3 separate regions of the Mus musculus genome follow, and all the other regions are linked to region 3. Evidence: chromatin contacts called from public Hi-C and promoter capture Hi-C data. All regions are on one chromosome and are shown on one strand. The core of a region is the stretch at or near the end of the contact, and the rest is flanking DNA. Distances in the headings are between cores, read along the strand shown. Region 1 holds the start of Ctsf (cathepsin F). Region 2 holds the start of Mrpl11 (mitochondrial ribosomal protein L11). Region 3 has its middle 17 kb from the start of 2010003K11Rik.

Evidence for each region. Promoter capture Hi-C pulls out the DNA fragments that hold promoters and counts their contacts. A called contact is a pair of places that touch in the nucleus more often than the background predicts.
Region 1: a Hi-C map of uterus shows a contact between it and region 3. A contact is called at or near these places in 6 of 39 promoter capture datasets (the C10 cell line, the HPC-7 cell line, cranial neural crest and 3 more), 10 of 484 Hi-C or Micro-C datasets (CD4 T cells, the N1E-115 cell line, Sertoli cells and 6 more), 2 of 130 datasets of targeted methods (bone marrow-derived macrophages and pancreatic cancer cells) and 3 of 9 other capture datasets (adipose tissue, liver and pancreatic islet).
Region 2: a promoter capture Hi-C map of neural stem cells shows a contact between it and region 3. A contact is called at or near these places in 20 of 39 promoter capture datasets (the 3T3-L1 cell line, the C10 cell line, the HPC-7 cell line and 12 more), 6 of 484 Hi-C or Micro-C datasets (B cells, cerebellum, cerebral cortex and 3 more), 8 of 130 datasets of targeted methods (embryonic basal ganglia, embryonic stem cells, extraembryonic endoderm stem cells and 4 more) and 3 of 9 other capture datasets (embryonic stem cells, liver and macrophages).

What each region holds. Positions count from the first base shown.
Region 1 is chr19:4,853,859-4,858,569 of GRCm38.p6, reverse strand. It overlaps Ctsf (cathepsin F), which reads right to left and starts at 3,405. Exons shown (of 14, transcript NM_019861.2): 1 at 3,084-3,405; 2 at 2,774-2,872; 3 at 2,416-2,500; 4 at 2,262-2,323; 5 at 1,983-2,058; 6 at 487-600; 7 at 238-383; 8 at 58-154. The coding sequence starts at 3,302.
Region 2 is chr19:4,960,413-4,965,426 of GRCm38.p6, reverse strand. Mrpl11 (mitochondrial ribosomal protein L11) reads right to left here and starts at 3,121. Exons shown (of 5, transcript NM_025553.4): 1 at 2,912-3,121; 2 at 2,453-2,548; 3 at 2,008-2,101; 4 at 1,762-1,921; 5 at 1-753. The coding sequence starts at 3,034. The coding sequence ends at 648.
Region 3 is chr19:4,513,265-4,518,123 of GRCm38.p6, reverse strand. It overlaps a transcript of Pcx not described here. Among named protein-coding and RNA genes, the nearest start is that of 2010003K11Rik, 17 kb to the right of the region's middle.

The DNA.
Region 1 (4,711 bases), core at 2,156-4,655, 340 kb before region 3:
CAAGGGGCCCTCTGAAGGGGCTGGTCTGGAGAAAGGGGACTAGAGCAGGATGCTCACCCTGCTCTGACAGGGAGAGCAGAGTCCCCCGGTTCAGGAACCACTGGCCCTCCACGTTGCCTGTGACAGAAAAGGCCCAGCAGGAGCCACACATGCCCTGCAAGACAATGGTCACGGTCAAGGCTCTCTCTTCAGGCCCCGTGCAGTCTGCCTTCCTATTCCTACTTCTGGGACTCCAACCTGGTTCTTCACTTCAGTGACAGCCCCTTTCTTCCTCCAGTCCCATTCAGGCGGGGCAAGATCATTTATGGACTTGGCTGGACTCATCTTCCTGCCAGACTCCTTCTGTAAGAGGGGATTCAGGTAGATGGTGTGGAATTCCTCCTCTGTGGGTAGAGAAGGGCGGGGCAGAGATGAGAATTTGAAGCCAGCCCTCATGAGGAGCCTGAGCAGCACAAGTTCTGTGTCAGCTTTGGTCACCATCCCCACCTGTGAGGTCACTGAACTTGGTGATCCCATACTGAGCTGTGCCGCGGTCCAGGGCCTGAATCTTCTGTGCTCGTATCATATTTCTTGCAAAGACAGTCAATCGCCACTGGGCTTCTGAGGACCAAAGAGAGGGAGAGGGTCTTGAACCCAACCAGATCATAAAAGGAGCAATAAGTGGGGGTAAGTGTTTGAGTATATGTGAGTGTGAGTGATTCTGTATATGAGTGTACGTGTGGATTAGTGTGTGTGCGCACATGAGAGTGTGACTTTGTGTATGCATGTATGCACATACATGTGTGCACATGTGTGGTGTGTGTGTGTGTACCTTTGTATATGTGCATAGACGAGTGTGTGCCTTTGTGTATACTTCTGTATACATACATGCGTGTGTTGAGTAAGTGGTGTGTGTGTGTAGATCAAAGGGCAACCTTTGGCGTCATTTCTCAAGGCCTTCCACTTTTGTTTGAGGCACAAACGGTCTCTTTTTGGTTTGGAGCTCAAGTGAGCTAGACCGGCTGCGATAAGTCTATTTCTTTCTCCTTTTTCACTGTTGCTGAGGTTACAAGTCCAGACCGCCATATCGGGCTTCTTTGGTGGGTTCTGGGGATTGAAGTCAGGTCTTCACGCTTCCAAGGCAAGGGCTTTATTAACTGAGTCCCTGCCATAGTCCCTGAAGCTGTTTGTAAGGATAGATCCCTGGGGCCGGCAGAATAAGACATGAGGGAAGCCGACTTCAAAGTGAGAGACATGCTCAACTTTGGGGGCCCAAATTGGAACAATGACTTGTTGAATATAAAACCAGTAATCTAAATGAGACCGAAGGGTGTCACCCAGGAGAGGTTACCGGAAAGGCCATGACAGAGGAAATCCAAAGGAGAAAATCTGGTCTAAGTCTTACCCATCCTGCCTAGAGGGATGAAGCCCATGGTTTCCGGTTAGGAAGACAAAACGGAAGGAGGAAACCAGGCCACTCCTTGACAAGATGACTGCCTAGAAAGCTGGATAGGACCCTAGGGATATGGGCTCCTTGAGAGACACAGGATCCTTTTTGTTTGGTTTCGGACCCCTGGACCAGGGACTGAGGTGCATATGTTTCATATCAAGGCAGACCTGGCCTCCAGCTTCTCCCAGCACCCCTCAGTCCCTACCCTGGCATACCCAGAAGCTCTTCCAGACACAATCCAGGCATTTTGGTCTCCTCACTCTCCCTTTTCTCTTCTTTTCTTCTCTCTCTGTGTGGGCCCTTTCTCCCCTTCTCTCCCTCATCTCCTCTTCCCATGGTGATTTCCGTGGCCTAATCACTGGGGCCAGTGAACTCGCCAGAGAGCAGCTTCCCAATAAACCAGCAGTTAATATCATCTTATCTGCCTTGATCTGGCTCAGTTTACCACCGGGGAAATAAGGTATCACTGTGTACTTTATCTCCTTAGTATCAAGGTGCCGTGACGGGAGAAGGCCCAGGCCTGACGGAGACAGATGACAAGGCTGGGGCCTACCTTCCCTTGATTCATAAGTCCGGTTATAGGTGGTCATGAAGTCCTTGAAGAGTGGAGCCATCTTCACAGAGAAGTCCTAGGAAGGCGGAAGGATGTTCACTTACAAGTCCAGCCAGACCCCAGTGAGCTGACTGAGCTCTACCCTGGAGGACCAAGACAGGGAAGTCACTATGGGAAGAGGAAGTGAGGGGGAAGAGAGAGAAGGGGCGTGCAGAGAAAGAGAAGAGAAGGGAAAGAGGATTAAGGGGCCTTTGTCTCTCCTCGACACAGGGTCTTCACCTGGGGCAGGGGATCCTTGTCCAACAATGGAAGGAATGAGCTGAAAGTCGCATTTCTAAACTCTGGATAGGGTCGGAACAGAGAAGTAATTAAGGCTGGATTCTGACTCAAGTATGGTCTGGGCTCTCCCAGTCTCCTTGAGCAATCCCAGCACCTGTGACCTTGGCATTCACTGGGCTACAGTCCCTCCTCAGCAGCAAGTGTTCTTTTAGCTCTTCCAGGACTTCAAAACTGCAGAGCTGGAGGCATAGAAAGAAGACGGTCTTGGGACAGTTTGAAACAAGGTCCTGGCAAGAGCAGCTAGAAGTTCCTCAAAGGAGAGCCACATGGAAGGCAGTCATAACTTGGTGAAAGAGGGAGGCCAGCAGCAGACACCCAGCACCCCAACACCCACCCTTTCAGAGCATCTTGGTCTCTAACTTGGTATCTCAGGAGTAACCAATGCCTCGACAGGACCCACCATTCCAATTGTTTGCCAGCTAGGGCCAACAATAGCTGACCTCTTCACTCACCACTGTTTTCTTCGTCTCAGGCAGTGGGCACACCAGGGGATCATTGCAAGGTGGCTCCTCTAGTGTGGCTTCCAGGGAGAACAGAGAGCCCTGGCCGGCCTGGATGGAGAAGAAGTTGGGGCTGGCCCAGCCATCCCCTCCCCCTTTACTCCTCTTAGGAGACCATTGCCCATCTGTGCCTCCCTACCGGATACAGGTCTAAACAGGTCCTTCCCTCCCCTGTCCTGGCCATCATCCCAAATTTAAGCCAAACTCCACCTTGCACCATTCCTGGGCCCAGGCCCCGCGCCCGCTCCCCGCGCGTCCTCACCCGGCGGACGCGTCCGCGCACCGCTCCTAGCACGGCCCTTGTCCCCGCAGCACGGCCGTAATTGTACATGTCCAGCGCGAAGCGGGCGGGGGCCAGCAGCTCCTGGGACGACAAGTTCCAGGCCTGCTCGTCATCTGCCCAGGGCTTGGCGGGGACGGGGCTCAGGGCCACAGTCGAGAGCAGTGTCAGCAGCCACAGAAGCTGCAGTAGGGGCGCCATAGCGAGGTCGAAGCTGCTCGCCCGGATTCACTGACCCACAAACACACGGATCAAGAGACCCGAGGCGGAGCCTGCTGTCAGAGGCCACAGAGAGTTTCCCTACAACGTTGGAGAACGCCGGGGCGGCCAATGGGCACCGATTCCTGGCGCTTGCGCGCTCGCTTATTTACGCGAGGCACGTGGACCACGGGGTGCGGGATGCGGGGGGGGGTGGGTGGGGGGGTGGAGAGGGTGGAGTGAGGGGAGAGGACACTAGGTTGACAATAAAATAAGAATCTACGCCCTTTTCTATCTTACGCAGGAAAAGCCAGATCCTTTTAACCATGGCAGACCTGTGAGGTCAGTGCAGTCCCATTGCGTAGATAAAGAAAAAGAAGCTTACAGATGACTCTGATAAGAGGTGAACCCAAACAATTGGTTCCTCAGCCTGCCTTCACGGTGTGATCTCACCTTTGAGGCACCTATTGTCATTCACCAGACGGTCAGTAATATTATGGGTTGTGGGACCAGAGGATGTAGGTAGTTCAGTGGCTAGTGTTTGCCTAGCTCTCACAAATGCCCTGTGTACCATCCCCGAGCACGGAATAAACCTAGCCTGGTGAGGCACTCAGGAAGAGACAGAAAGTTCTGAAGTTCAAGGTCATTCTTGGATACCTAAGAGAATTTGAGCGTAGGCTACATGAGTCTGGCTGTTGTGAGGCTTAAAAGACATCTATATAATCAACAAAGCTGTGCAAAGGGTGGATCGTACCGTAAATCACTTAAAAGCACTGTGTTCCAGGACTGCCAAGGGACAGCGTCACAACTGAAAACAGAGGGTGGGAAAAAAATCTCCAAAGTGTAAAAATGTATGAGGGAATAACAAATTGAATCATAAACCAAGATGCATTCTCGTAAGCCTCTGCACACTTGGAGAGGGACCGGAAAGGAGGGTTTTTTATTATTGAAAGGGAAATGTCCATAAACTGCTTGGATACAAAAATCCATTGGTTTTGTATCGGAGAGGCAAAAATTATCCTCAGCTCATTGAAGGAGCTGTCGTATGTTATCTAAAGCGGTTAAAATCAGCCTTGTCACAGAAATCTTGTGTGTACGTGAGGAGTGTGCAGGGTATGTATATATGAAGGAGTTTTTTGAAGTCTTTAAGACAGTTCCCTTGGTTTGTTTGTCTTCAAAACAGGGCCTATGTAGACTGCTACATCCACTCCAGTAGTGACATGCATGACAGGCCAAAAGCCTGGATCTTGCCCAGGGCCTGCTTCTTTTGTACCACCCCGAGATTGGAGTTTCTGCCTTGTCCTGCTTCCCTATTACAACCTAAAGATTGAGGCTTGTTTCCTTGTCCTTGGCCAATGTCAGATTCCTGCCTAGCAGTACCCTATAGGTCTCTCCACAATGTATCCCATAAA
Region 2 (5,014 bases), core at 1,872-4,371, 450 kb before region 3:
CAGCTCCAGGGGATCCAATACCCTCTTCTGACAGACACCAAGCATGCACACAGTGCACTCACATATATGCAGGCAAAACAGTCACATATAAAATGAATAAATCAAAGTGTGGTCTGGCGGAGGGGTCTGGGAGTCCAACCTTCACTAATGTTGGCCTTAAGGCGGGGACTGGTCCAGGTGAGGCTACCTCACACAGATGGCCCTATGTATGTGACTGTTTCCACTGTACCATGCTGTCATACAGCAAGTGAGCCTTGCCATACTCCAGCACCATGAATCAGAAGCCAAATCAATACCTTTTCTTTATAAAGCACCAAGCTTTGGTTATTTTGATATAATACAAGGCTGACCAAGGCACTGGGCATGATAATTTGCTTGGTTGAGGCTGCGTTCACCTGTAGGGCAGCTCACACCTGTGAAGGCTGGGAACTGTCAGTATTGGTCCCCATCTCTGGGGTCTCAGGAGAGAAGCTGAGAGTTGATGACAAAGGATATTTATTCAGGCTTGATCCCCTGGCACAGCAAATGTACAGAAACATGTCAGGAAACTAGAAATCGGGTTGCCATGAAGTCCTTTGGCTCAGCTTCCTCTGTGGCCCCCTTTCTCAGCCTCTCACTTCAAATTCTCAGAGTGTAGAAAGTTGGGGTCACTTCTTGGCAGCTTCTGCCTGGGCTGCCAAATCTGCCTCTTTCTGAGCAGCCAAAAACACAGCTCGTTCCTTCTGGAAAGCCTCCAGTTCTTCTGCACTGAGGCTACAGAAGGAGACAGACAGTCAGTGAGGAGCGGGTCCTGGCGCAGATCCCAGCTGCCCTGTCCACTCCCCTCCCTGGACTTTCCAACTGTCATACCTCTACTCATCTGTGGTTTCTCTTCCTGGAACCACAACTCACACACGCTACCTTCCTCTGCCTTGACTCTGTCTTAAAGTCCTACCTAACCTGTGGCCTCTATTATACCATTGGGATTTCTTAGGCCTTCCTTTGAGCCACAAATCTACATACTTTAAGGATTTAAACCATCCAGGAAAACTGTGCTCTAACCTCACCCCCGTGAGGAACAACTGACGCCAGTCTTGCTGTAGGGAATGACACCAGCAGCAAGCGGCCAGTGATGACTGTCCCTGCTCCTGTCTCTGCTGCGCTCTGGGGCAAATGCTCTCCTACTTGACAAGGGAACCTTCTGACTCGTCCCTCCCTCAGGCCACATCCCATATGCCTCTAGACAAGACTCCTCGACCAGAGTGAACTTAGCTTCAGCTCCTTCCCTCTCCTTGTAATCTTACGCTCTCTTACCCTCCTTTTCCTGGGCAGTTTCCATGTCACCTCCCTCAGAGTCCTCAATGACACATCAGGTAAAAGCAGGAAATCTCCTCTCTGCTTGCATGACATCCATTGATTTTATAACATTGACACCTGCTAGTCTAGGCCTCTATGTATGGGTCGGCCTTTAGGACTACACATTTCTCCAGAGTGGCCAGGCACTACTGGCCATTCCTGGTTCTAGCCAGTGCCCAGATCCATGTCCAGGACAGAACAGGTGCTTATGAAATATATTCCAAACAAGATGAGGCTTCAACCCATATCCTTCTGCTAGAATCTGCTAGACATGTATGAAAATGTCACAATGAAGCTTAATATGCATAACTAACATAGGCTATAAATTAAGAAGAACAAATAAAGCCCAACCACCTCACTGTAATGGGCCTTCTCAGCTTTCCTCCCAAATGAAGAACTTACTTGGATTCCTCTCAAGATACTCACTCCTTCACCACTCGAATGCCCAGGGAACGGGCAGAGCCAATGATGGAACGGACCACAGAAGACAGGGGCACATCTTGCATGGCAAAAGCATCATCCTTAGCTTTGACACAGGCAATCTCATATACGTGCTTCAAACTCACCAGGCCTGCCACCTCTTTCCCTGGGAAGAAGGAGCAAAGAATTCTTCAAGTGCCACTACATTTCTCTGGATACATCAGACTCTCAGGTGCCCACTCTAGTCCTTACCTGTATGCCGGGCCCCCTTCTCGATCCCAGCAGCTGCCTTCAAAAAGTAAGAAACAGTGGGCTGCCCAATCTTGAGCTCAAATGTCCTGTCGGGCTTAACAGACAAAGATACATGAGAATTTCTTGGTTTTCTATCCAGTCCAAGACATTTCTAATGTCCCTTTCCTTCTCCCACCAACTTGCACACCACAAAAGACAGAAAAACAAATCTACAGCACACATCCCTGCCATTTTTATTCCTAGCCCAAATCTCCTCTGGAAGCCCCAGTGAGATGAGAGGTAAGAACCACAATATGGCAGGATCAAGCCAGTTCAGAGAAATTATGGTCTAGGCTTCTGTTTAAATGATAAGTGGAAGGTAGCAACCAAGTTAAGAGTCAGAGAAGCAACCAGAGTGACTAGTTTCAAGGGCCAAGGAAATATATGGGAGAATGGGTCTCTCTACCTTTATAAAAATTTTTGTAGGCAGGGGAATGCCTTCTTTGATGTCCTTTGTCTTCTCGTTGAACTCTTTGCAGAACTGGTTGATAGAGACACCTCGCTATAAGGAACGCATACACAAAGTTAAGTATGGGAGCTGAAGGCTTTCTACCAACCAGGAGCCCCTGTCCTTTCATCTTTGTGTGTGTGGGGGGGGGGGGCGGGGGTATGGGTGTGTGTTGTTATATTTCTTCTACTCTGGTTCTATAGCTTTGGGTGCCAGGCAATTCGTCCACAAGGTACCACTTAATCAGCAACTAGCCAACTTGGGGGTCAGAGGTGCTGAGGTCAAAAGAGGCTCCGTAAGTAATACAAGGACATAAGGCCTGAAGGTGTGAATAGTGGAGACAACGTTTATAAAGGAGACTTCCCCGGCTCCAGCGCACTCTCCCACGTCTCCCAGGCCGGGTTCCGCACACCGCACCTGACCCAAGATGGGACCTAGTGGAGGCCCAGGAATAGCTTGGCCTGCTCGCACGATGGACCGGATCACGCCGCCGGCCTCGGGCTTCTTGAGGGTCCGAGTGGCCCGGCTTAGCTTGGACATGATGTAGGATTTTAATCTTAGCTCGCCTCGGAGAAGCAAAGAACTACGCTCTGGGCGCGGCCATTTTGGGTCAGAGGTGAAGGGCCCTCGTGTTCGGCTAGGGTAAATGAGACCAAAAAAGAGCAGTCTTGTTTCAGGCATACAGCTCTCCAACTAAAGACCAATTACGGAATTTAAGAATTAATTGAACTTTGCGCTCTGAAGGCAGGACGAGAACCTATATGGTTTCAGTACACACAATCCCTCAGCGGTGCGCACAGGCATCACCTTAGACAGCCAAACAGGAGTTCGGGACTTTGAGTCTCCGCACAGCATTGTGGGTATGTAGTTCAGCGCCTTATCCTGCGCCTGCTGTTGGCCGTGTTCTGGGTTGCCATCTGCTGGACACAGTGATATCTTAGCGTTTGATATGGAGCAAGTTATGCAAAATCCCTTGAGTCTTTTGTTTCCTCATGTGGTTTTTCATGGAAGGCAATATGATTATAGACGGGAAATGAAATGGCAGACTGCTGCTCTTGCTGGCTATGAACCTGATTCATAGCTAGACAAAGAGTTAGAGCTAGGATTAGGCTACTGTTTCTGTTACCTATGAAAATCTTTGACACCGCGAATATTATAGGTACCTTTCAGAATTGTTGTGACAGCTCAGTAACACACGTTGAACCAAGAAGGCATTTACCGCTATTTATACAAAGGGAAAAGCTCTTCCCCGCGCTTTTGAAATGCTAAGTTTGTGAATTCTCATCCCAGTCAAACCTGATTTTCCACTAGCTTATTAGGCATACTTTATTGCTTCCCCGTCTTTCATTTTTTCATTGGAAGATGACTTTTTGTGTCTCAGAACTCCGCATCCCGCTCTATTCTGTCCAGGATTCCTGATTATTACTTGCGTTTTAGGGAATGGTATTTGAGCCAGGTGGTGTTTGAAGCCTTTATTATCCCTCCCTAGAGCAATCTTGTGTATCTAGGCACTTTAGGGTAGTAGCAATGGCCTTGGTAGGACTCTTTGACTCACAGACTCTTCCTGACCACACGTGGCTGCAAAGCTCCAATAACTGTAGGTTGAATGCTCCATTATTTTCTCCAACAGTTCAGGATATAAAGTTCTCTGATCCAGTCTCCAGACTGAGACTACTTCGAAGGAACTATCCACTAACTCACTGTTTGCGATCCTTCAGATTCGAGGGGAATTCTCCAGTTTCTTTTTTCTTTTTTTTTTCCTTTTCTTTTCCTTTTTAAAAAATAATTCCTCTCCAGACAACCAGGCAGCCTATTATGTAGCATACCACTTCAAATTCTATCATCTTCCTCTAAACCGCCTCTCACAAACCTCCATTTTTTTCTTTCCTCTACCATTTCCTTGTGTGTGCAATGTACGTTTTTGCGTGTGTGTGGGTGAATGTGTGTGTGGATTTGCACATGTGTACACACACGAGAAGGGCCGAGGCTGATGTTAAGATCCTCTTCCATTGCCCTTCTGAGGTGGGGTCTCTTACTCAAACTAAGAGCTTGCCAGTGGTTCATCTTGTTAACCAGCTTGCTCTGGAGTTCTTATGCTGGCCTGGAACTACAGGGATGTCACCATGCCCAGATGGCATTTACCTGGGTTTCTTAAGACCCAGCCTCTGGCCCTGACTCTTTTTCAGGAAACACTTTAATCACTGAACCATCTCCTAACCCCATCCCACCACTGTTTTTGAAAATGTTTGTAGACTTGAACTTCCCTACAACCTGCTGGCAAAGAAAGTCAGGTCCTTTGTGTAAGGATCTAAAGGCCTCATTTTTATCTCCATCTTCTGTGCCCAGTGAAATCCCTGAGCCAGTGCTGTGGTGGTGGTGGGAGCAGTATGTCGCCCTAAGAGACACCCCTGCCACAGGAGCTAACTGCTTGGTAGAAAGGGGTCTCAGCAGCTTCAAGCTCCTGAAACGTCCCTTGCATCCTCCCTGCATAACTCTGTAAGCTGGGGCAAGGACAACTGA
Region 3 (4,859 bases), core at 969-3,468:
AAAAAAACCTTCAACCAAAATCACTATGAATGATCTGGCATTTCTCAAAGCTCCATTGGTCAGGCCAAGGTGTGGCACCCAACCTCACCCAAACATGCTACTCACCCTTCATGGAAACATACCAGTCACTGAGGCTTCCAAAATCTCAGGTCTCTTATGCATGAAAGGAATATCGCTCAAAAGTAAATACTACATTTACTTTAATGATTTATTATTAATAAATTTCTTATCGACTGATAGCATGTCAGTGGGGAAAACACTCAGAAATGTAAAGCAAGTGCAGATATAGGTGACAGGCTTATAGTCTTACAGTTAACTGTGACAGACCGTGGACTGACTACTGACAGACAGGAGAAAGGAGACTTAAGCATGACTCAGCACAGCTAGCTCATGGAATTTCCCCTGCAACCTCAGCTTGGGATGTCATGTTGCATGTGGGTCAGAAGAGGAGCTGCCACAGGAGTCTGGCCTAGCCCACACTCACATAGCTAGAGCAAGGTATTTCCAGCAGCATTGGCATATCCCAGGCTGGGCTGGAGTCCAGATTACAAATTAAGACCAGAAGTAACATACAAGCTGCAGACTGAGGTGGGTTGGGAAACCAAGGTTCTGTCTTCTGGTGGGACACTTAGTAACAACAGCAGACACTCACTTCCCTCTGAGATCCCCAGGAAAAAGGTACAGATCAGAAAGGATCCAGCTAAGATGACAGAGTCTTGGTTACTGTAAGGAAGAAAAGCTCTGGGGAAATAGCAGGGCTCTGGGAACTGATGCGCAGAACAAGCTTTGACAAAGCAAATGACCTGGGAGTGGTCCCTTCTCGGCAACTAACTTTCTCTTCTAACTGATAGATTTGTCATCTGTAAAAGATGACAGCCTTAAAAAGCAACAGCATCAGCATCCTGGATTCTGCTCATGAACCTTCTGTGGGCTTTATCTTCTTCCGTACCTTGGCCCTATACTAATAATTAGTACACAGAGCCAGAAAACATAAGTGAATGGTGGATAGGCCATCAGCTTTTTCGCCATGGACTTTGTAAGGAGAATGTGTGGTAGAGTTAAAGACACCTACTACTGACCTAAGACAAGAAAGACAAGAGGAATGTGGAAGATCTCAAAAGTAACCAACTCTAGACTGGAGAAATGGGTCAGCAGCTAAGAGCACTGGATGCTCTTCCAGAGGACTCACGTTTGGTTCCCAATACCCACACACAACCATCTGTAACTAGTTCCAGAAAGCACCTTCACCTTCTTCTGGACTCCTCAGGTACTGTAATGCATGTGGTGCATAGGCAAAACACCCATACACATAAAAGACCTTGACAGAGAGAGAGAGAGAGAGAGAGAGAGAGAGAGAGAGAGAGAGAGAGAGAGAGAACAGGAACTCATGGGTCAAGAAGAGCATCCTGAGAAAATTCTTTGCACAATTAGTTAAAAAAAAAAAAAAAAAAACAACAAGAAAAATCCCTGTACAAAGAAATCTCTACCCCACAATAAACATGTGCTCTGGAGAAACAACAACAAAGTCCCCAGGGTCCCTAGCTGTGAAGCAGGGAGAGCAGCTCAGAGAGAGGGAAAGAGTATCTCTTCTTACAAACTGGAGAGAGACTGGACTGGAGAGAGATGTTGGCCCAAACCATTGCATTAGAACTCAGACTGAGCAGACACACACGGATCTCCCAGTGACCTGCAACCCAGAGAAGCCCCAAGGGAGAAGTGTTTAAGAGTGGCAGGTTTACTGGGCATGGTGGTACATGCCTTTACTCAGGAGGCAGAAATAGGAGACATTCTGTGTTCAAGGCTAGCCTGGTCTACAGAGCGGGTTCCAGGTCAGCCTGGACCACATGAAGAAACGGTCTCAAAAACAAAAGTGGCAAGTTTTAGAGGACAGTGCTGCTGAATGCTCTGTAGGCAGGAAAAGGGACAATTCTTTTACTCCTTGTTCTCTGGCTGCCAGACATCAGAGAAATGCATCAAGTATTTTTTACAATTAGATGACACAATCTCCTTTCATGTCACAGCTGACCATCTCCAGGCTGTCAGCAGCCAGTGCTCTTAACAGCCGAGTGCCACTGCCAAATGCCTGTCTCTGAACTTGGGGTCTTCTCAAAGGCTGCACAGAAGGGATGCTTCCTGTAGGTCAGCACCACTATCCCCTGCCCAGCTTCCCAAGACACACCCTCCCAGAAAAAGGGCCTCCTGCTGCAGCTGGCCAGCTGCCAACTGGAGCTTACAAAGAACCAGATGTCACCTTCCTGTGAAAACCCAGAAAAATGCAGAGATCAAGATGAAGTGGAGATTTTCCAAAAGCTAAGCCTGTGCCTTTTTGTACTGACTGAACTTAAAAGATGGCATGCGCACATTAGGACTACAGTATCTTAAGAAACTCCCATGTGACCCATTGACAGGCCTGGGCTCAGGCTCAGAACTCACCATTAGTGTTGTCAGCTCTCCAGAAGGTAGATGTTAGCTAAAGTAAAAGAGAAAAAAAAAAAGGTTGTTATCCTCATTTCTCCAGACACTCCCCAGAGAACCCAGGAATGTCAGAAACACCGGGAGTGTACAGAACTGCTTGTTCTATAAGGGTCATAATGCCCCTGCTGCCTGCACCCCACATCTTACTGCTCTGCCACCCAGTCATCTATAAAATGTGGGGCAATAGCAATAACTGAGAAGAAAGACAGAGGGTTAGAATCTGTGATCTTTCTGCCTCAAACTCCAGAAGTAGCTAGAGTTACACATAAGCCTGTATAGGGGTAGAAGAATCACAAATTCAAAACCTATGTCTCCAAATAAAAGGTAAAAGGGGACTAGAAACAGGGATCAACAGTAAAAAAAAAAAAAGTATTTGTTCTTGCAGAGGGTCCAGGTACAGTTCTCACAAGCACATGACCACTCAAAACCTTCTGTAATTCTAGTTCCAGGGGATATGATACCTGGGCTGCATGAACACTACATACATACATACATTCACACATGCAGTTAAAACACCCATACACATAAAATAAAGGTATGTATATAAACAAGACTGGGATATAGCTCAGTGATACAGCAGTTGACTAGTATCCATGGGACGCTAGGCTCAATCAGTCCCCAGCACTAAAAGAGGAAACAGGCATGCTCTCATGAGGGCCAACATGCAATAACCATTTAAGTAAAACGCCCGACTGGAACCACTATGAAAGAACAAAACTCACAAGGCTGTCTCCTCCAAAGTGCTTTTTCTTCCCTCCCTCCTCCCTCCAGCTCCAGATGTACTTTCTCTAGGCAGCAGCACCTACTCTTCAAGAGCTACCTGCACTCCTGATTCTCAGATGCTGGCCTATCTCACTGTGCAACTTGACACTAATGAAGTACAGGCCTACGTGACCTGCCATGCATCTTCTCTTCACACCCCCCCCCTCTTATCCTCTCTTGCTGAGGCCCCTCCTTGCCATATTTAAGAGGACACCTCAATATTTAAGGACCCCCACCCCAGGAACACACAAGGAGTATATAGCTACTTTGGATACTCTGTAGGCTACTTCTTTTCTAAAGACCACTTGTGAGCTACTCAGGCCACTGATCAAAAAAAAAAAAAAAAAAACACACACACAGCAAAGTGGGAGACAGACCAGCAAGCTCACTTGTCTACAGAAAGCCAGTTGTCATAATAGATTATGTCAAAATGAAACAGAATGTTTAGGACATTTACTTCAATAAAACATTTACTGAGTACTGCTTTACATAGAGATCTATGCCAAAAGGCACTGCCAAAAAGCGCCAATAAACTGTTACAAACCAACTTTAGAAGACAAATACGGGATAAAACATGAGAAGCAGCTAGCAGGACCTGAACCCAGGGCTAATTCCAGCCATGCCATTTCTACTTGTATGACTTTGAATGAGTTGTCTCACCTCTTTGTACGCAAAGTCCCTATCACAGAGTGGCAGTACACACATACACACCAACACAGACGTGAACACACAAATACACACATGTTGGCTTTTATAATTAATAACATCATCATCATATTAAAATAGAGAGCCATAGCCAACTGAATAGATTGGCAAGCTTAATACAGGAAAGCCACTAGTTTTGAAGAATAGTTCAAATTTTGACAGAACAAGAAGAAAGGCCCTGAAGAAAACAAGGTCACTAGAAATAAGCAGAGGACAGACACTAAAAAACAGCTTGATGAAAGTGAATAGTCTCAAAGGCAGATAAGAAGTGACCTTGAGTTCAAGAGGTCAAGGGTAAGACAACATTAAAGTCTTGTTTCGTTGAACAGTGTAAGAAGGAAACAGGGTTTCACTGTATAGTTGAGAATATTGGCCTCAGATTTTCAACCCTCCTGCCTCACCTCCTGAGTGCTGGGACTGCAAGCTCAGGCCATAATGTCCAGCCACTTGGGAAGCCAGCTGAGGCAAACTTCCCATTCAATAAGCAAATAGTTTATTCTCTTTGCCAATTTCCCATCTTTCACTTTCAGGTCCTCCTTCCTGGCAGGTAGCCACGGGCTCAGGTGAGGTCCCAGCAAATGAGCAGATGCAAGTTCTGCAGAGGATGCCTCTGGACAAGAAATCAGCCCCGAGGCACTTTCTCCACACAACTGCCTCTAACCCTCAGGAGCAGCCTGCACTTCAGTCTCAGACACTAGTTCTATCTCTCTACACAACTCAACACTAACGTAGCAGCAGCCAGGCACTTCCAGAGCACAAAAAGTAGGGGCTCATTCAAAAGAGGTAACATGCTAGCAGAGGCAACAAAAGAGAAGACCCACAAGAATTTTCTAGAAGTAGTGTGACCTGAATGAGGCATCTGGCTCAGACAGAAAAGTATTCCAGAAAGATGAGACTCCCTCCTAATGACCACGGCC